5 separate regions of the Sus scrofa genome follow, and all the other regions are linked to region 3. A link is a contact called in public Hi-C and HiChIP or PLAC-seq data. All regions are on one chromosome and are shown on one strand. The core of a region is the stretch at or near the end of the contact, and the rest is flanking DNA. Distances in the headings are between cores, read along the strand shown.

Region 1 (3,742 bases), core at 418-2,917, 370 kb after region 3:
CTCAAGATGTTGACTCAAGTCAGAGAAGTCTTCTAATCAACAAAGACAAAGGCAGAATTGTAGGGGAGGAAAAAAGTTCGTGTTAACTCCTTAAATGAACTGAGATTCCTAAATAAACCGGTTAGATTTGCAGGATAGTACCCATTTTTTTCCATAGGCAGGTCATTTCCACGGAAAGTAAACACCATGTTCACCAAATGCCGCGTCAATGTGCATTCTCCAGGTAGAATGAGGGAACACTAAGAACAGACGCTCTAAGTCTGGCTCCTTTACAATTTCTCTGATTTAAGGCTTAGGGCCATGGGCTAGTGGGCCAAGCAGATGCTGACTTAGCTGTAGTAAGTGAGAGACACAATGCTCACCAAGTGGTTACACTGGTCTTGGGCATATTGCATAACTCCCTCAGCTTCAATTTTCTCATAGAACATCCATGGATGACATCTATTCACGAGGCTGTTTTGAGAATTCCATTAAGTCTTCCACAATGGCTGGCACGAGAGCTACTCAGTCAATGTTCATAAAATTTAATTCTTGGTAGAACGCCTTTCTCGAATAAAACTCTACTCAATAAGCCCCACTAAAGTGAACATAAGTACCAGAAGGGCTTTGTTGAAAGACTTTTATAAAGAAGGCAAAGGTGTGGAGGATGCTTAAGGCTAAACCTCCCTCCAGATTAATGCTTGTGATTTCTGATAAATTTTTAAGCACAATACCTACTAATAACAGCCACACATCATCTCTATAATCCTGTTTAAAAACATCTTTGATGATTATGAAGTGTTCAGATTTAAGTGTGTCCCCATTTAAGATGACAGTGAATTAAATAAACAGCAGAGCTCTGAAGGAAAGAATTAGTAACAAGTATAGGTCCAAAACTAACACTTTTTAGAAAGAAATTCAGAGCCTGAGGGGAGAGAGTGAAACCAAGGGCTTAGAACCCAGCCAGCTGTCCAGGGATCCAAAGACCACAAAGGAGAGAGTGATTAAGGGTATTAACAAATGCAGAGCAACAGGGAATATTCCAGACAGAAAAAGTACACCTTTCCTTCTGAATAGAAGAGAGGGACAGCTGGAACGGAGCCTGGTCACAAAAATCTAGCATAACTGAGAGAATACTAAAAACCTTCCTTTAGGATAAAAGGAAAGTATGTTCTTAAACACTCAGAGCTTGTATCAGTTATTCCTTGCAAAATACACTCTGAGTTCTCTAGTGAGGAGTGTGTGTTTCTTTGTGTTATAACAAGACAAAGAAGCTTATTAATACACCTATGACTTTTTTCACAGATAATTATGTACACATGGCAAAGTCAAGTGCTTTTTGCTCTCTGTCTTTACTTCCAGTTATCCTTACCTGAAGAAAACTTCTATTTGGGCACCAAGATATCCCAAAATGCAAAACAAAGGCTTTTAAACTTTAGATGGACATCAGAATCAGCTTGTAACTTTTCCAAAAAACACATACTTGATTCCCAATTCAAACCATATGAATCAGAAACTGCAAGGATGGGTGGGGTCTAGGAATGTGTCTAATATAATATGTTACATACCCAAAGATATGGATATGCACCTACAATTATAACTACCAGCCATCACCATTCAACTGATGGCAGCTCCCCAAATTGTATGCGTCATTCCCCAGGGAAGGATTAATCCACCAACGCAAACTTTCTGTCAAGATAAAGCTGAGGGCTTTCCACTGTTTCACTGAGTAACCTCTGACGAACTAGCTGGGACAATTCTAACCCATTTCAGTTTCAATTAAATAGTCTAAGTGCATCCTGAACCTTTCCAAAAATAAATATGATTTTCTCAATAATGATTTATTATAAATTAACCAAAGCTAGATTCTCGTCTTAAGGTCACTAGTGGTTTTTGTGTGTGTGTGTGTGTGTGTGTGTGTGTGTGTGTGTGTTTGCCAAAGGTCTACAGCATCTGTACTTTCTGGGAAGCCCAACCATAGCACATGACAAAAATTGACCTCTTGCTTACAGGCCATTTCTCCTACTGTTAGGATTAGTTAATCAGTAACTAGCAATTGACCATCTTTTATAACAGGGCACTCTCCAGGTATCTTGAAAGGTGCTATACCTTCAACCTAGTCTGTGGTTGGGTTTTTTTTTTCTTTTTTTCTTTGATGGGGTCAGATCAGGTTGACCCTTTTATTTTGCCACACCTGTGGCATACAAAAGTTCCCCGGCCAGGGATCAAACCCATTCCAGAGCTGTAACCAGAGCCAGAGCAGTGACAACACTGGATCCTTAACCCACTGAGCCACAAGTGAACTCCAAGTCTATGTTTTTAAAAAAATTTAGAATGCAATTTGGGGAGTCAGCCCAAGAGAAAATAAGCAAGAGGAACAAAATACAACACTTTAGGGAGTTCCCGTCGAGGCGCAGTGGTTAACGAATCCGACTAGGAACCATGAGGTTGCAAGTTCGATCCCTGGCCTCGCTCAGTGGGTTAAGGATCCAGCGTTGCCATGAGCTGTGGTGCAGGTTGCAGACGCAGCTCGGATCCCGCGTTGCTGTGGCTCTGGCCTAGGCCGGTGGCTACAGCTCCGATTCGACCCCTAGCCTGGGAACCTCCATATGCTGAGAGAGCTGCCCAAGAAATGCCAAAAAGACCACAAAAAAAAAAAAAGAAAGAAAGAAAAAAAAAATACAACACTGTGATGTCAAACAATGGGAAAATAGTTTATTTTTAAAGGTGCTACCATGTAAAGGAGGGAAGCCACTGGCTGGACTTGTTGGAGAAGAATGTGTACAAGTGGCCTGAGCTGGATCCAGCAACAACCTAAGTGAAGAAAAGCTGGGGAGAGCATTGAAACTCAATTTGCAGTTCAAGAAATATTCCCGGAGGAGGTCTGTCTAACTGATCAGTGCTGGGGTTCTCTGAAGAGTAGAAGACAATGATGACGGGCACCGGGCCTGCCTCTGAAAGGCTCACACCAACCCACACCCAAGGGCAGGTCTCGATCAATTACACAAAGAACTGTTGGGAGGAAGTGACAGGCTTCTTGGAGGCAGGGGCTTTTTACACAGACCTTACATAATATAAAGAAATTCAACAGGAAGAACTGTGAGAAAAAAAATGGTTTTCCGAAGAAAGGAAGCAGGTCATATCCGGGGAGGAGCAAGTTATCGAATGTGACAAAGCATAAAAAACCTGAAAGGTCTTAGCAGATGTTTTAAAAGTGTTTAATCATATTTCAGAGAATTCCAAGTGTCACTTGGATACATTTGTCTAATTTAATAGTCAGTGTGGAGTCATGAAAATTTATGCTCTGTGGAATTACATAATCAGAGTTGTAATTTAGAAGGAAAATTCTGGCAGCAGCTTGTAGGCTAATTGGAAACAAGGGGAGGAGGGGCAGGAAACTCAGAGGCTGGCCCAGAAGTCCAAGTGGGAAGGACTGAGGTGTGGCCCAGGCCTGGCCTCTACTACAGCTGCAAGTCCTCCCTCTACCCTGAAGATTCTGGGTGAAAAGTGTCACAGGAGTCTTCCTGGTTTAGTAAGAAAAAGAGTGTTCTCTTTTCAACAGAGTAATGAGGATAAAACTGAAGAGTGATAAATAATGATGACTGCAGCAAATTCCAGTGAAAATTACATCCTTAATGCATTTGTTAGATTATATTGCATATAGTTATACATTAATTTACATTAATTTAGACTTTATAATTTACAATTATTTTAGAATTCATTAATTTAGAATTACAATTTACAAAAAGGAAAAGAAAAAAAA
Region 2 (3,863 bases), core at 1,074-3,573, 320 kb after region 3:
TATCATAATGCCTTTCATGAGGCATCAATATTCTTAGCTTGAGGATGATGTCTCTAAGGATAAAGGAGAATATCTGTGCCTCCTGCCCTGAAAGAGAGGTGTCTACTGAAAAAGAGAGAACAGACAGACTTTCCCTCCCTTCTCTAAACTGAAGACTCTTACTAAGCATACTTTCATCATTTAGAATAAATCACAGCTGTAAATAAAAAAAAAGATGATTTGCAAAACTGTGAACTGTGGCGTTGCTCACAATCTTACTGTAACAACATAGATGGACTTACAAAATACCATGTTTTCCTTTACTTTTTTTATGGGCTTTTTGCCTCACCATCAACTCAAGGATAAGAGTCGTTTACTGTAGTGACATCTACAGGCACCTTCAGAGAAAAACATACTCAACTCTGAAATTAAAACATTCTCATTCCCCCAATCAGGAATTCCTGTGTGGGTTCAGACTGATGGCTAATGGCTTCAGCATACTACCACATAGAAGGGAGACCTTATTCCAGATTCACCTGAGTCTTAAAACACATCTATTGTCTCCAAAACTAATTTTCATCATTCATCTCCAATTGGCTTGTTTATGCCTGTTTCACTCACATAAGTTATGCATTTTATGCAATTTAAGTATATAAGGGAGACTACTGAGGTCTCATATGTATAGCCTTGCTGCCCTCATGCTTCCTGAGTGGTAGAAATGTGTGCTCCTGGCCCAAGATACTACCAGTGGAAAGGATGATCAGCTTCTTGCAGATGGCCTGACTTACAAGAGCTGGAAGACTGTAGAAGCCCACGAGGTTGGGTAACCTTGAAAGAGATTTTACCCAAGATGACATTTTACTTGCCACATCTGATTGACCCCAGTTCAAGTGAAGCTGTGGAGTGGTGGGTACAGGCAAAGAGAGCAGATGAAATGGGTTAGCCAGAGAGAACATCTCCTACAGTAAGATCCTGTGCAGTGTCCAAGATGAGGGAGGGGCAAAATGTCTACACTGAAAAGCCCACAATCCTGCCATGCCAGAGAGCACTTGAGAGCCAAGTAAGATCTTCTAACAGCACCAGCTAAGTAAATAAGACTTTTCTGCCTTTATATATTACTCCCATGTCCCATCCAACCCTGAGGCAAAGGATGGCAATTCAGGAAGATATGAAGTAAAAAACAAAAGGGGAACACGACTTCCTTTCCCAAAGTTCTGAGTCAGGACCAAGAGAAAGGGAAAACCTTTAAACTGAAAACAAGAAGTTCAATTTAGACTGTATTTTACTACCTTAAAAATGAAACTGAAAATGGATAGAAATTATCTCCTACATGTGAGTAAGAAAGGAATATTTGATAATGAAATTTTCAAATATGATAGGAGAAAAACTAAGCTCTTCCTAATTTTATACTAGAGCCCAGCCCATGGAGTTGGCTCAGTTGGGATTTTATTTCCTACTACCGTCTTTTCTTTTTCAGCTAATCAGTCAGCTGGTTTTAGGGAGGGCTCGAGTGAAAAAGAAGGATATTTTTGTCCTTGTTTCAAATTCAGGAAAATGTCATGGATATTAGAGTTATTCTAAAGCAGAATTATTTTATTTATAGATTTGAATTTGTATAACCATTTAAATTTCTCTCCCTCATAATAATACTTTATATAGAATGTTGCCTCTGTTCTATGAGAATACAAGGGCAAACTTCTCTTCCAGACTTTTATTTAGCCAGACGTAAACCAGATTTTTGATCCCCCAACTTTCCCACTCCCCAAAGTGAGGCTTTTATTTCCTGATCTGAATAAAGTTTCGTGGCATTGTCTGAAAGTGTCCCCCTTCTGTGAAAGCTAATTTATCTTTGCTGAAGGCTCTTCTGAATTCCCTACCCCTCACCCCCAGGAGGAAGTTCCCATGGCCAGAATGTGCTTTATGTCTCCAAATGGCTTTCGTAGGAGACTGTCTTGCAGACTGATTTACACTGATCAGACGTGAGGATTTTGAAACTTCACAAATATTTACCAAAAGGATTTACAGATACTTGGTATTTTTTTTAATAAACGCCTGTTGATACAACTGCCACATCAGCTGCCTAAAAGATAAAATGAATTACTCATCAGCATAAAATTAAACAAAAGACCCACTAGCAATCCTATAACCTCCTGAGAACCATAGGACAATGAAGATAAGGGTCCAAGGAAAAGGTTCTGGAATTATTTTTTCATCCCATGCAGGATGAATTATGCTGTTCAGGTAAGAGTAATGAAACAGAGGAAGAGGGGAGGAAGTGTTTTCAGGAACCAATTTACTGATAGTAAAGACCAGGAAGTAGTGATATGTGTTGCGCAAATATCCACTTCCTTGTCCCTTGTACACACAAGGTCCAATCACACCTCTGAGTCATCCACCAGCTGTCACTCTCCTGTCTCCAGCAATCTCCCACCTTCCCAGCTTCTTCCACTAGAACTCAGACAATGCTCAAGATTCAAGGACACAGGGATGGGGTGAAGAAGGATTTCTGTGTGTCCTTTTCCCTCTCTGGGCAGATCATTGCCCTTGCCATCACCACCATGGAGTGGGAAATCAGGAGCCAGCCAGTGCCCACTGGAGGTGGCAGAATATGATTTAGGACACAGCTCTGGATGATCTGAGAGGTTTAGTGTTAACAACATGAATTAAGAAAATTTGTTTACCTCTGAGCATTTCTTCCTCCAATTTTCCCACTTTGTCCTTCTCCCCAGCCCCAGCCTTCTTAAAAAGCTCTCCTGGGGGGAAAATTCAGCAACAACCATCCATCCAACTAAGCTTATCAAGAGGATCTCCTCACACATTACCATTTAAGGTTGCTAGCATGCTCTGGGAAATATGAATTCAAAGGCAAGAGCAACACTGAGCATCCTAGGAGCATAATAATTAACGGAAAAATTATGTATAGTGTTTACTAAACCAGAATTAACCAACCAAAAACAAGATTTGAAAGTAAACATATGAAATATATTTTTCTTTTGTCTTTTTAGGGCCACGCCCACTCTAAAAAGGTTCCTGGCTGGGAGTCCAGTCAGAGCTATAGCTGCCAGCCTATCCCATAGCTCACTGCAATGCTGGATCCTTAACCCCCTGAGGAAGGCATTAATCAAACCCACGTCTTCATGGATACTAGTTGAGGCCATTAACCACTGAGCCATGATGGGAACTCTAGACATATGAAATATCTTGAAAGAGACAGGGAAAATATTAAACACAAGAAATGGGGGTTTGGGGTGGGGGCAGGGGAAGTCATATAAAAAGTGGAGATGTTACTAGGGCAATAGATTTGGAAAAATAATTTAGGAAATTGATTAATTATTATGGATAGATACAGCTGCAGAACTAGAAGATTAAGTGGAGGAACTTGCCCAAAGTGGTACAGTATATTCTCCAAAGTATTGCTTAATGCATTTTAAATAACCTTCTATCCATTACAATCTAATATAATCTCCTTTTCAGAATATCATTTCTTCTCCCTATTAAAGTCATAATCTAATTGCCTTCCCCTCCATTCATATTACTAACCTAAAAACATAACATACCAGGGCCCAGTACCTGCATTCAGATGGAAGATGACTTCTCAGTTTTATTTTACATCTCATGTTGGTGGTGGATGCCTGGCTACACTTGTATAAATAAAAGTGTCAATCCTGGTGATTGTTTCCAACCCAAGATGGTTTGGCCTCTGACATTTTCACTTCCCAATAATGAAATTGCCTGTGACCAACACCTTCTATCATGCTCCACCCCCTAAAAATAGCAAATATAGCGCTAAATGGATAATTAATAAATAAATACATAAATCCATTTCACCAGGTACCTTATTATATAGAGTGAGATTTGACATGTCCAAGGAAACATTTATGCTG
Region 3 (3,690 bases), core at 565-3,064:
TGCCATGAATATCTGGGCTTTTGCTGTCTGAATAATCTCCTTGGGGAAATAGACTTGCCCCTGATAGTGTGGAAAAAATGTTGGGCAATAGTCTCTCCAGAGGAAACATTTATTATGGATTTGGGAAAAGAGGATGTTGAAACTGACATGGCCTCTGCTGTGCAGCAACAGGAACCAAGGCTTGGTTTCCAGAGACCTCAAAGATTGTCAAAGAGTAATGACTTGGCACTCAAAATTAAGTTTAGGTTTTCTTTGATCCTAAATCTGTCCAGTGCACTAAACTGGGCTATACTTCTATGATCCCGTCATGGTCAGTTGTGTAGAAATAAAGCTAATCTTCAATTCTGAGTTAAGCTGACCCTCCTCCACAAAAAAAGGGGGAAAAAGGGAACTAAGAAATAATGGCAAGGAGAAAAATGGAATAGCAAAAACAAGGTAAGAGAAGTTTCACACCAAAAGGGCCAGTCAAAGAGGTGAAAACCTACAGGGTACAGTGGACCGGAAACCACAGAAAGTAAAACAGAATGAGAAAGCTCTGGTTTTGTACTGGAGGCAGAGTTTAAAGAGATTTCTAAGATGCTATGATTTCATCCTTGGGTGGGAGCAACCTATGTACAGCATGAATTGGTTTGCACTACTTTAGGGCAACTCAAGGTTCTAAGTATTTTCCTCTACGTATTTAGTGACTATGTATGTGTTACTTGCCACAGGGAAAATGTGGATCGTGAAAATTATGGTTTCTGTTTCTCAAACACTGCTAATAAAACATCTCTATAAACATCTTTATGTCCAACACATTGACATTAAACACTCTGGTTCCATTGAAGCTTTTTACACAGTAGCTGACACCTGTGCACAGCTCTGGTTTCCCCTCGGAAATATACAGGAAAATATGGGCGCTTCACTAGTCCCTTTCCCATAAATGTTTTCCAAGTTTCATAGACAAATATCCTCTGTATTTTGTCTGCTGAAATATTCATTTCATTGTCACTGGGAGTTTGGCAGGTCTTAGCTCACCCAGGTCATGTTGTTCCTTCCCTTCTGCAAAAGTTGCATAAAACTTCAGGTCAGAGGAGGCCACTCTATGGGTAGATTCAGCAGCACTTTCTTCTACTTCTGTGGCTTGAAATACTCCATGGAAGACTGCACAGAGCTTATCTTCTTTCTATTGCTTTAGACACGTAGGAGTTGCTAACAACACTTAATAATCTCCTGAAAGGAGAGGCCCCATCTCTTAGGATGTAACATGTTGAGAACTAGTCTAGGAAGTTAACCTAAACCACACATTAGTAACTGAAACTTTCAAATTCATGCTGTTGGGAAAAAAAAGGAAAGCCAAAAGTTAAAATTGTTGTTGGTTACTGAATGCCATCAGAACAAGAAAGAAAAGAGAGGAACTGCATAAAAAAAAAAATAAAACTAAAAGTTGGTGTTGTAAAAGACATAATGAGACATGGTAAATATGGCAAGCTAGTGGTAATCCTCTCTCTCTTGAAGTGTTGTCATAAGAGTGAGAAAAATTGTATATGGATCACCCAGCGAGTATTCATATGTTCTAGACCAATACAAGTGTATTTTACCTGTAGTATTTACTTCTGTTATCTTTAATTCCTCACAAGCACTTATAAAGTAGACTCAACCCTGTTTTACAGATAAGAAAATTGAAAGTAAAGGAAGCATACATTTCTTGTCCACGGTGAGACAGCTACTCATTCTGAGTCAGGATTTGCACCCAGGCAGTTTAGCTCCAGAGATAAGAGCATTAACCCCTACGTTGCAGAACTGGCCTCAGTGTACAGAGGAGTTCTGAGCAAGGTCTCAACTCCTGACTTTGACCAGGTGGGGGCAGCAGGAGATGCTCAGTGCTTTAGTCAGAGTGATCTTTCCAATATGTAACTCTATAGATTGTGTTCTCTTGCTTTAAAACGCAGTAAGTGTTGAGTTCAGACTGCTGTGGAAATGTAGTGAAGCACTTCATGATGTGGGGTCTGCCTATCCCTTTAACTCATGCATTGTTGGCTGCTCTTGCTATTGTTTTTGTTTTGTCTTTTTGTCTTTTCTAGGGCCACACTTGCGGCATATAGAGGGTCCCAGGCTAGGGGTTCAGTCGGAGCTGTAGCCACCGGCCTATGCCAGAGCCACAGCAACGCGGGATCCAAGCCACGTCTGTGACCTACACCACAGCTCAGAGCAGCACAGGAGCCTTAACCCACTGAGCGAGGCCAGGGATGGAACCTGCAACTTCATGGTTCCTAGTCACATTCGTTAACCACTACGCCACGAGGGATACTCCGCTATTGTTTTTTTGTTTGTTTGTTTAAATATATTGTTTCTTTAATATAATATATCGGATTTTGCCATACTCTGTTGTAGTTGCTTATATACAAGTCTATCTGCCTGAGAGGCTAGAATCCAGTGAGGGAGCTTCCATGTTTGTTTTCTCTCTGTTATACTCCATTAGGGAGTAATAGCCAAAATTTGAATTAACAGAAGTCACAGGCCTCAGTCAATCAGGATAGACATCTGAAGTAACCAAGCAGTAGGATTTTGTCATTGGGTAGCCTTCCATTACAGACCACTGGTGGATACTTTCTATTTGTGAATGAATGAATGAATGAACGATGTTAAGAAATAGCACTAGATATTTTTGCCTTTGGTTTCATTCTCACTCTTGGCTCTGCTTTATGTCCTTTTTCTTCCTCAATTCTAAGTTATATATTTAAAAATATATTTTGGGAATTCCTGTTGTGGCATAGTAGGATCGGCAGCCTCTTGGGATCACTGGGACACAGGTTTGATCCCTGACCCAGCACAATGGGTTAGGGATCTGGCACAGCCACAGCCGTGGCTTGGATTTGATCCCTGGCCTGGGAATTACATATGCCGGGGGTTGGCCAAAAAAGAAAAATGTTTCTGTATCCTTAAAATTAGATTTTAATCTCTTTCGTGATGAGGATTGGGATAAGTTAGTACATAAAACTGTTGGTGGATATTAACTACCATTGAAACTGATCACTACAAGGATCAATAAGATGGGTGTTCACCTGAAAAATAGGCTGTGGATTATAATACCTTTTTTTCCAAATATCAACCGTTCTGGCTGTTTTGGTGTCTCGAATTTAGAGATTTGTTTCTTATAATTAAAATGTTGCCTTTCAAAGATGAACTGCAAGCTATCCTGGAATGGTTAAGTACTGAAAAATTTAATTAATATTTTAAAATCTTAGCATTGATTCATTTTATTGTTTCCACTTGATACCTTAAAAATTAAGAAGTAAAATAAAATAATCTCAAAAGCCACTTAAGGCAAATGCTGCATTTTTATTGGAGTAAAGAGGAAGAGATTAATCTAAAATTGTGAGAGAAATGCTGGGTACAAATTTTAATTGCACGGAAAGCATATGGACATGCATTTTATACATGTCCAGATAGTTGATCGTTAATAAGCTCACAGCTGATTTCAATGTTCAGCAGCTAGATTTGGGCACCACTGATGGAGCATAGGTTCATGTGGCAAAATTACATCTGGAAAGGGGACCCAAGGGCATCCTCGTGCCTTGAGTTCCTAGGATGGAAAGGTACATTAAATGAGAGGAGGAAGAATATTAAAGTGGCATCTCAGGACACAAAAGATAAATCTTCCAGCTTTAGACATAAGGAAATTATTTGTTTAGATACAACATATAGTTT
Region 4 (3,743 bases), core at 344-2,843, 350 kb after region 3:
GGGCTTCAGCCTTCAAATGTCAGCCACATCCTGTAGGAAAAGTGAGGGGTAAGCAAGAACTAAGCACCTCTAAGAAGGCAGGAGAATGCTGGGTGTGGCTTTGACATTTATAAGCAACGAGGTCCTGATGTATAGCGCAGAGAACTATATATACAGTTTCTTGGGATAGACCATGATGGAAGATAATATGAGAAAAAGAATATGTATGTATATATGTGTGTTTGTGTCTGTGTGTGTGTGTGTGTGTAAATGAGACTGGGTCACTTTACTGTACTGTAGAAATTGGCACAACATTGTAAATCAATTACACTTTAATAAAAATAATAAAAAGAATTAGAAAGAGCTCTGTTTGGAAGACTTTTATGAAGATATCAAAAGATATCTATAACAACAGCTAAAATCTAAAATTTCCACAAAAAAATTAAGTAGATTAATATAATGTCCTCACGAGTTAAAGGATTCTCTGGATTTCAGACAGGAAGAAGATTTTAGATTTATTTCATTATTAGTTGAAAAGTACCAGATGTTTTATTTTTCTTGTCTGTTGTCTTGATGGGGTAACTTCTTTGGAGCTTTCCTTTAGTGGAATGATTCAGCTATTAGTCTGTTCTTTCTTCAGATCTCAAATATTTTAGTTATAAAACAGTATTTTTAGCATTACTGACTCACAGTTACACGTAACATGATTACAGATCATATGCAGTACATTCATCCCAGCTCTTATGCTTTAGTTCCAATGGTTAGACTGTACGGTCTCTGAAGTGTTAAAAGTTCAAGTTCAATTCCATGCAGCAAGGACACTCCTCACACTGGACCAGGAGTCCCTGTGAGGCAGATTCTTGTCCTTCGCTTCATTGAAACAACCAGAGCCACCATAACTTACCTCAAACTCAATTTTAAATTCATTGGGTGAGAAGCCCTAAGGGAAGGCATTTATTTCAGAGAGAAGCTCCAAATGCACAAGCCTTCTTGTCCTGAATCCAGTGATAACCATGAGCGATAAAGAGATCACTTATTGCCTATATCTTTCAATTTACTTTCCAAATTCAGCATTTGAACTTTCAAAAGATGTTGCTTATCCAATTCAGATAGCTAAATTATGTGCCAAAAGGAAGTCTTAACTTTTCCTAACAGAACACATTTGTCCCTCGTATGTGATTAATGAGTCAGTGCATCAAATTTGACGAATGTGTTTGCTCTAAGTAGGGAATGAGCCATTAGGCATTACACATCCTGAACTTTGGGGAGAGAAGGAAAATAGCTTTTACTTATCTGCTCTTTTATCAGTGAATATGAATCAAAGTTGAGGAATAAACTTTCTAGATTGCTTAATACCTCCCAGATATCGTCAAGGCCTTGACAAGGTAAGTGAAAAGATTTCCATGAGCAAGAAGCAACGGAGAAGGACTTCTGGGGAGTGAACACTTGGCAATTCTAGGAAACTTTCCTTTATTCCAACATTCTTCCTCTTCCTTTGCCTTGCCCTAATCTCTATGTTTTTAAATCCACCAAATATATCTTTCTACTAATAGCTGGTAAACGGGGTTGGGGGATAAGTATAAACTGCATAGCCACAGAGACCTCACATCTTCCTTCCTCTTGGCTCAATTTGCACAGTCATGAAATGTTACTCAAGTCTTGAGGACCTGGACACAGTCATTTCTATTTTGGTGCAACGGGCATGACCCATCCCTACAGATAGAAGGGAATCACCCTTTTTGTGTAAATGTTTGCTTTGTTGGAGATTCCTAAACAGAAATTAATAGTATACAGGAGGACTATTAAATCAGCCATGATAAACAATTCCTAGGCAATGTTTAGACTGGCTCCAAGTCATCCCAAGAATTGTGCACAAGGATAGAACCATGCATTTGGAAAATTTTTTTTTACTAGGACTGCCTATAAAACAAAAGGCAGAGTGGCGATCTGTCAATTAGCTAATCATTCTAATTGATTGTTCTATCAGTGTAGGTAGATAACAGATGAATGACTAAACAAGGGCAAATCTCCATTTTATGTGGTGTAGACAGAGTTAATGCATCATGAATGTTTGACAGTCTTTACTGGCAGTTACAGAACACACTTGGAACTCCTCTAGATATGCTCTTTGATCTCTTCTTTGAAGTCAAATGCCAATATTCTCAATTCCTGTGACATCAACTATCACAACCCCCAGGCTATAAAAGAGCTGAAACTAATCAGGTAGAACCAGCACCAAAAGAAGTTTCAACACAACATAGTCCTGTGGTCAGGAAAACTTTGTCTAGGTGTTCAGGATCTCAGTACGTGGCAGATATATCCTTTTAAAATACATTCATTCACACACACACACCCCTACACACCACCCACACACACAAAGACCATAGAAAGAGAAAAGCAAAGAAGCAAAAAGACTTTTATTTTCCGTGGTCAAAATCAGGATTAAGGCATTATTTAGAGTATTCTCAATAAAAAAAACTGAGTATTATATTTCCTTATGTGAATCAACAAAAGGCTGCAAACTTACCTTGAGCATCCTTAGAGGCTGTCACTTTTGCCATAGTGCTGACCCAGAAACTTAAAGGATATACAGTAACAAAGAGGCCAATTCCTTAGAACAAAATAGCCTATTTTGAATAACATCTTAAAACTGACTTTGAACCAAAAGAAAAAGATCACTTTTTTTAGGGGGAGGGGTAGATTTTACTCTATTTCTTTTGTCTGATCCATACGTGCTGTTAAATATTTACCAGAAATCTGACAGGTATTTCTTAACATTTGTTAATCACAGATAATGTCATTCCATCAACAACTCAATAAACTTCTTTTAAGGCTGAATAAGGTGAGTCTCACTACCTTAACACTGCTAAGCCATCTTTGTAGAACAAATATTTGCTTTCAGTTTCCTATGCCAAGTTGTATGTGATTCTGTAGTCTAAATCTCCTTTTGTAAATGAAGTGTGCCCTCCAGAAGAGGAGAGAACAGAGTCCTTCCTTCTCTCTGCAGATCCTTAAATAAAGGGTTTCATGTCTCCAGAATAATAGACATAAGGCACTTCTGACAAGGGCCCCGGCAGGAGTGTCTTTGAGAAATGTTTTCCTTTTTTTTTTTTTTTTTTTTTTTGCCTTTTTAGGGCCAACCTACAGGATATGGAAGTTCCCAGGCTATGGGTCAAATCAGAGCTATAGCTGCCAGTCTAGACCACAGCCACAGCAACTCAGGCTCCTTAACCCACTGAGGAAGACCAGGGATTGAACCCAAGTCCTTGTGGATACCAGCCAATTTCATTACTGCTGAGCCACAAAAGGAATTCTGAGAAATATTTCAAAAGACAGTTCAAGCCTCTCTCAGATTTTCTCACATCCTCCAGCCTGGAGTAGGCTATGTTGTTGTATACCTACCAGGGCACCAAAAGGCTGACGGTCATATTTTCCATTCTCCTAATTATTGTTGCTTCTTTGTAACAATTTACATAGAAGTCCAGCCTAATTTATTTCCCAGAACCTGCATTTTGTCTTTCCTGACTTTCATGATTACTCTCACCCTGAATCCACTGGGACAGCACTCTGAACATAGGTCGCCCTGAGATGGCTATTAACACTGCCTGCACACAAGCACATCACTGAGTGTGACTAGGGTAGGTCTTCCTTGCATGCAAGGTAGAAAACTGCCTTCATGGAGTGAATTCTCTGATATTACATTTCTATAAAGAGCATCAGCCACCTAACCAGTAAGTTTCATAGTAAAGTACACAGTAAGCATA
Region 5 (3,785 bases), core at 67-2,566, 410 kb after region 3:
AGGCTCCGTGATATCTCATAGCATTCAGTGTTGTCAGCCACATCTCCTCCTTCATAACATTTTTATCTCCTAAGTCTTCTGGACACATCCACTTGAATACAGCATCAGTTAAAACCCATAATTTCAGTAGCCAACTTTTCCTCCCCCAGAAGTTGGTTCTTCCACCCTACCTTCTTGACTTTCAGTGTGTGTGAGTGTATTCACCCAGCAGGTTGCCTACTGTGAAAAATCTGTCCCTGGGAGAAGTTGGGCATCATGAAAGAGAGGTTTCAGCAAGGAGTGACCCACAGCACCTTCCCGCCGCCAAGGGATCAAGCGGTCTCAAATCTTCTCCATCCTCTCCCTTCAGCTTAATCCAAAACTGGCCCAGAGAATTACATTTCTAGCGCCCAGTCTCCTTTCTTGGTGATTTGTTACTGTCCTGAAGACTTAAGTTTCTTGAAGCCAAGAATAATTAAACTTGGTAATTCCAATTATAGTGAGGAAAAATCTCCAATGTAATTAACCCAGAGTTTTAATAATGCTATACATAATTATTCTAATAATGTTATCCACAGTCATAAGCAAATTAGAGTTTCAAAACACCATTTTTACCTCATTCTATATTATACATAGCTATAGATGATATTATAATATGTACACCTACTTATATGCAATTACTCATTAATCAAAGATTTATTGAGCAACCTTTATGCTCAAGTTGCTTAGAAAAAAGTGACTACTGTGCTAAGTGCTTTACCTCAATATTTTTATTTAGTCCCTCACAATAATACTGTAGGCAGGTACTATTACAGATGAGCAAAGACAGGCTCTAGAGGTGCTGAGTGCCTTATCAAAGCCCATAAGAGGGCAAAGGGTTCAAACCCAAGTGTTTCAAACCTGGAATGCAAGCTGTGAACTAGCACCGTTTCTTGTATCCAAAATGCTACAGGAGCAAAGAGACAAGGAGAACACTGTGGGTGGGGGAGGAAGCAGGGTTCTTCTTAACCCACAGCCAGGAGTAGGTTTACACAGAAAAGGGAAGCTGACTGAGTCCCGAGAGCCTCAGGAATAAGAGGAAGGAGGGAGCAGGCAGCAGGGACCCTGCAAAGTCAGAGCCAGGCCCTAGGCATGACTCTATGTCTCAGCTCAAGCAGCTCAATCGGGGCAGTGGGCATGTGAGGACACCCATGCCACCCTCCACAGCTCTGTTAGGTTCGTCAATGGCTTAGACATTCTTTATCTGGGTCGTCATTTCCATTTCTCACTACACTATGAGTCAGTGCTTCCCAACACGGCTCTTTTGAAAAGGCAGTGCACGTCACACCCATCTTACACTGGTCAGCAGTGATGCTGAATTGAGGAACAACTAAGGACAGTTATGCAACCAAAACTTCCAGTTCTCTGGGACTGATAGCTGCGTTATGAAACTGATCTTAGAGGAAAAAAAAAAATAGGCATTATGAGAATATTCAAAAGGGCATGATGAATACCTGGTAACGTGTGTACTTTTTAAAAATTGGAGTAGAGTTGACTCACAATGTTGCGTTAATTTCAGGTGTACAGCAAAGTGAATCAGTTATACATATATCCATTCTTTTTCAGAGTCTTTTCCTGTAAAGGTTATTATAGAATATTGAGTAGAATTCCCTGTGCTACACAGTAGATCCTTGTCAGTTATCTATTTTACACATAGTAGTGTATATATGTTAATCCCAAACTCCTAATTTGTACTTCTTATAAACACTTTTTGCTAACATACTAGATCTTATAAAATGTGCCCCAAGTTCTTTGTCAATTAGTCTTTCATAGAATTTTTTTAAGGCCTACCATGCACCTGGCACTGCTCTGGGCACTAGGGATATAGCTTTGAACACAGCACACACACACACACACACACACACACACACACACACACACACACACACACACACACACACACAGTATCTGACTTCAGAAAGCTTACGTACATACAAATACACCTGGAGAGAAGCACAAGGTTTACCTTGATAAGGACCTAGTCCTCGCAACTAGTTACTCAGAGTGGTAAAGAGGGGGAAAAAAAATGCCATTTCAGTTATCAAAGAGTTTCAAAATGAGTTGGTAATTGGATGAAATTATTTTCAAGTTTTCATATTGTTTTTTTACAAAAATAATAGTTTTCTGTTTAAATGAGGTCAAGCAATATAAAAAGTCACATAGAAAGAAGGCAATAAATCAACCATATCCTGCTTCCCAGATTAGCCTATACTATCTTTACTGAACACAATCCAGACACTTCTGGTAGCTTTAGAGACAGGCAGAGAGAAAAAGAAAATGTTGTATTATTAGGATCACACTCGATGTGTAATTTTTTAAATATTTTCTTTAAAAATTATACTTGAATTAAAAGAAAAAAAAGGAGTTCCCTTCGTGGCTTAGTGGTTAATGAACCTGACTAGAATCCATGAGGATACAGGTTCGATCCCTGGCCTTGCTCAGTGGGTTAAGGATCTGGCATTGCCATGAGCTGTGGTGTGGGTCACAGACACAGCCTGGATGCCATGTTGCTGTGGCTGTGGTGTATGCTGGCAGCTGTATCTCCCTTCAATCCCTAGCCTGGAAACTTCCATATGCCACAACTGTGGCCCTAAAAAGCAAAAAATAAAAAATAAAAATAAAATAAGAAACAGAAATTGGAGAAAAACTGAATGGAATTGTTGAACTTTGAATAAACATTCTCAACAAACAGTAACACAGAGATTCACCAAAGGGAGAACTAGAAATCCCAATGCAGAGGGAGGGGTGGGGTGGGGGCAGGGGAAGGGCAGGCAAGGACACAAGTCCATTTGCAAAGTAACCTCAGTTCTCAGGACCAGCACAGGCTTGAGTTGGATTCCAATACTTTCAAATCTGGATTTTTCTGTAAAACTTGACCCAGAAACATAGGATATTGTGTGAAACATGTTTTTTTTTTTTAAAGACCTATTATAAGAGTCTAAAAAAGCATATTAAAAAACTGCTGCCCCTTGCCTTACACTTCTAACTCATCTCAATATCCAAACCAAGTGCTTTTATTGCTTTTTGTTTTTCAAGTATTTATCTCTGTGTTTCTAAAAACTGTGCTTATGATGGTATTAGATTTATCAATTTTAAGTATAATATATTCAGTTCTTATTTTGAAAGATAACTACTATCCTTACCTCCTTCCACCTCTGTTATTTTTCTTTAAATTACTGTGAGTGTATAAACTGCTGCTAAACCAAGTGGTGAATACATTAAAGAAGGTGAGTCCTTCCTTAATGTACCACTTTTATTTTTCTAGAAAGTAACATTTCTCCAATTTTTATTATTTATTTAGCTTCATTTCTATGTCACTGTAGCTATACCCTCACTTTCAAACAGCCTCTCAAAATAATCCTCCACACGGTCAAATATATCAGCTAGTCTACTGATCCCATTTTTTCCACCTGGAGATTTCCACCCTAAAGCCCTCATTTTGCTACAATGTACAGTTTTTTTGTAGACATGTTTCCTAAAGCCTCCATGATATTCTTGTGATGTAAGGAAAGGAAGAATGATACGTTAAGAATTATTACATAAATATTTTATTTTATTTTATTGTCTTTTTGCCACTTCTTGGGCCACTCCCGAGGCATATGGGAGGTTCCCAGGCTAGGGGTCCAATCGGAGCTGTAGCCACCAGCCTACACCAGAGCCACAGCAACTCGGGATCCTAGCCTCATCTGCGACCTACACCACAGCTCACGGCAATGCCGGATCCTTAACCCACTGAGCAAGGCCAGGGATCGAACCTGTATCCTCAT

What was found. Hi-C and Micro-C count contacts between places; a contact is called where the count stands out from the background. HiChIP or PLAC-seq counts read pairs in DNA pulled down with a chosen protein or histone mark.
Region 1: a contact with region 3 is called in a Hi-C map of liver, with 4 times the contacts expected there. The contact joins two enhancer-like sites. A contact is called at or near these places in 1 of 47 Hi-C or Micro-C datasets (liver) and 1 of 2 datasets of contacts at active chromatin or transcription factors (alveolar macrophages).
Region 2: a Hi-C map of retroperitoneal adipose tissue shows a contact between it and region 3, with 1.8 times the contacts expected there. The contact joins two enhancer-like sites. A contact is called at or near these places in 5 of 47 Hi-C or Micro-C datasets (embryonic fibroblasts, omental adipose tissue, retroperitoneal adipose tissue and 1 more) and 1 of 2 datasets of contacts at active chromatin or transcription factors (alveolar macrophages).
Region 4: a Hi-C map of embryonic fibroblasts shows a contact between it and region 3, with 1.8 times the contacts expected there. The contact joins two enhancer-like sites. A contact is called at or near these places in 2 of 47 Hi-C or Micro-C datasets (embryonic fibroblasts and liver) and 1 of 2 datasets of contacts at active chromatin or transcription factors (alveolar macrophages).
Region 5: an H3K27ac HiChIP or PLAC-seq map of alveolar macrophages shows a contact between it and region 3. The contact joins two enhancer-like sites. A contact is called at or near these places in 3 of 47 Hi-C or Micro-C datasets (embryonic fibroblasts, heart right ventricle and subcutaneous adipose tissue) and 1 of 2 datasets of contacts at active chromatin or transcription factors (alveolar macrophages).

The regions. Positions count from the first base shown.
Region 1 is chr9:86,796,689-86,800,430 of Sscrofa11.1, forward strand. The region is part of intron 1 of LOC110255481 (a long non-coding RNA gene); the gene reads right to left. Among named protein-coding and RNA genes, the nearest start is that of AHR, 290 kb to the left of the region's middle. Within about 2 kb of position 1,668, at least 12 of the 83 cell types and tissues checked have an H3K27ac peak or open chromatin away from gene starts, as enhancers often do. A contact at or near this core is called in alveolar macrophages and liver, where this site is marked.
Region 2 is chr9:86,748,313-86,752,175 of Sscrofa11.1, forward strand. All of the region lies in intron 2 of LOC110255481 (a long non-coding RNA gene), which reads right to left. Among named protein-coding and RNA genes, the nearest start is that of AHR, 240 kb to the left of the region's middle. Within about 2 kb of position 2,324, at least 11 of the 83 cell types and tissues checked have an H3K27ac peak or open chromatin away from gene starts, as enhancers often do. A contact at or near this core is called in alveolar macrophages, omental adipose tissue and retroperitoneal adipose tissue, where this site is marked.
Region 3 is chr9:86,425,432-86,429,121 of Sscrofa11.1, forward strand. No RefSeq gene overlaps it. Among named protein-coding and RNA genes, the nearest start is that of AHR, 85 kb to the right of the region's middle. Within about 2 kb of position 1,815, at least 10 of the 83 cell types and tissues checked have an H3K27ac peak or open chromatin away from gene starts, as enhancers often do. A contact at or near this core is called in alveolar macrophages, embryonic fibroblasts, liver and 2 more, where this site is marked.
Region 4 is chr9:86,779,503-86,783,245 of Sscrofa11.1, forward strand. The region is part of intron 2 of LOC110255481 (a long non-coding RNA gene); the gene reads right to left. Among named protein-coding and RNA genes, the nearest start is that of AHR, 270 kb to the left of the region's middle. Within about 2 kb of position 1,594, at least 9 of the 83 cell types and tissues checked have an H3K27ac peak or open chromatin away from gene starts, as enhancers often do. A contact at or near this core is called in alveolar macrophages, embryonic fibroblasts and liver, where this site is marked.
Region 5 is chr9:86,837,570-86,841,354 of Sscrofa11.1, forward strand. The region is part of intron 1 of LOC110255481 (a long non-coding RNA gene); the gene reads right to left. Among named protein-coding and RNA genes, the nearest start is that of SNX13, 250 kb to the right of the region's middle. Within about 2 kb of position 1,317, at least 18 of the 83 cell types and tissues checked have an H3K27ac peak or open chromatin away from gene starts, as enhancers often do. A contact at or near this core is called in alveolar macrophages and embryonic fibroblasts, where this site is marked.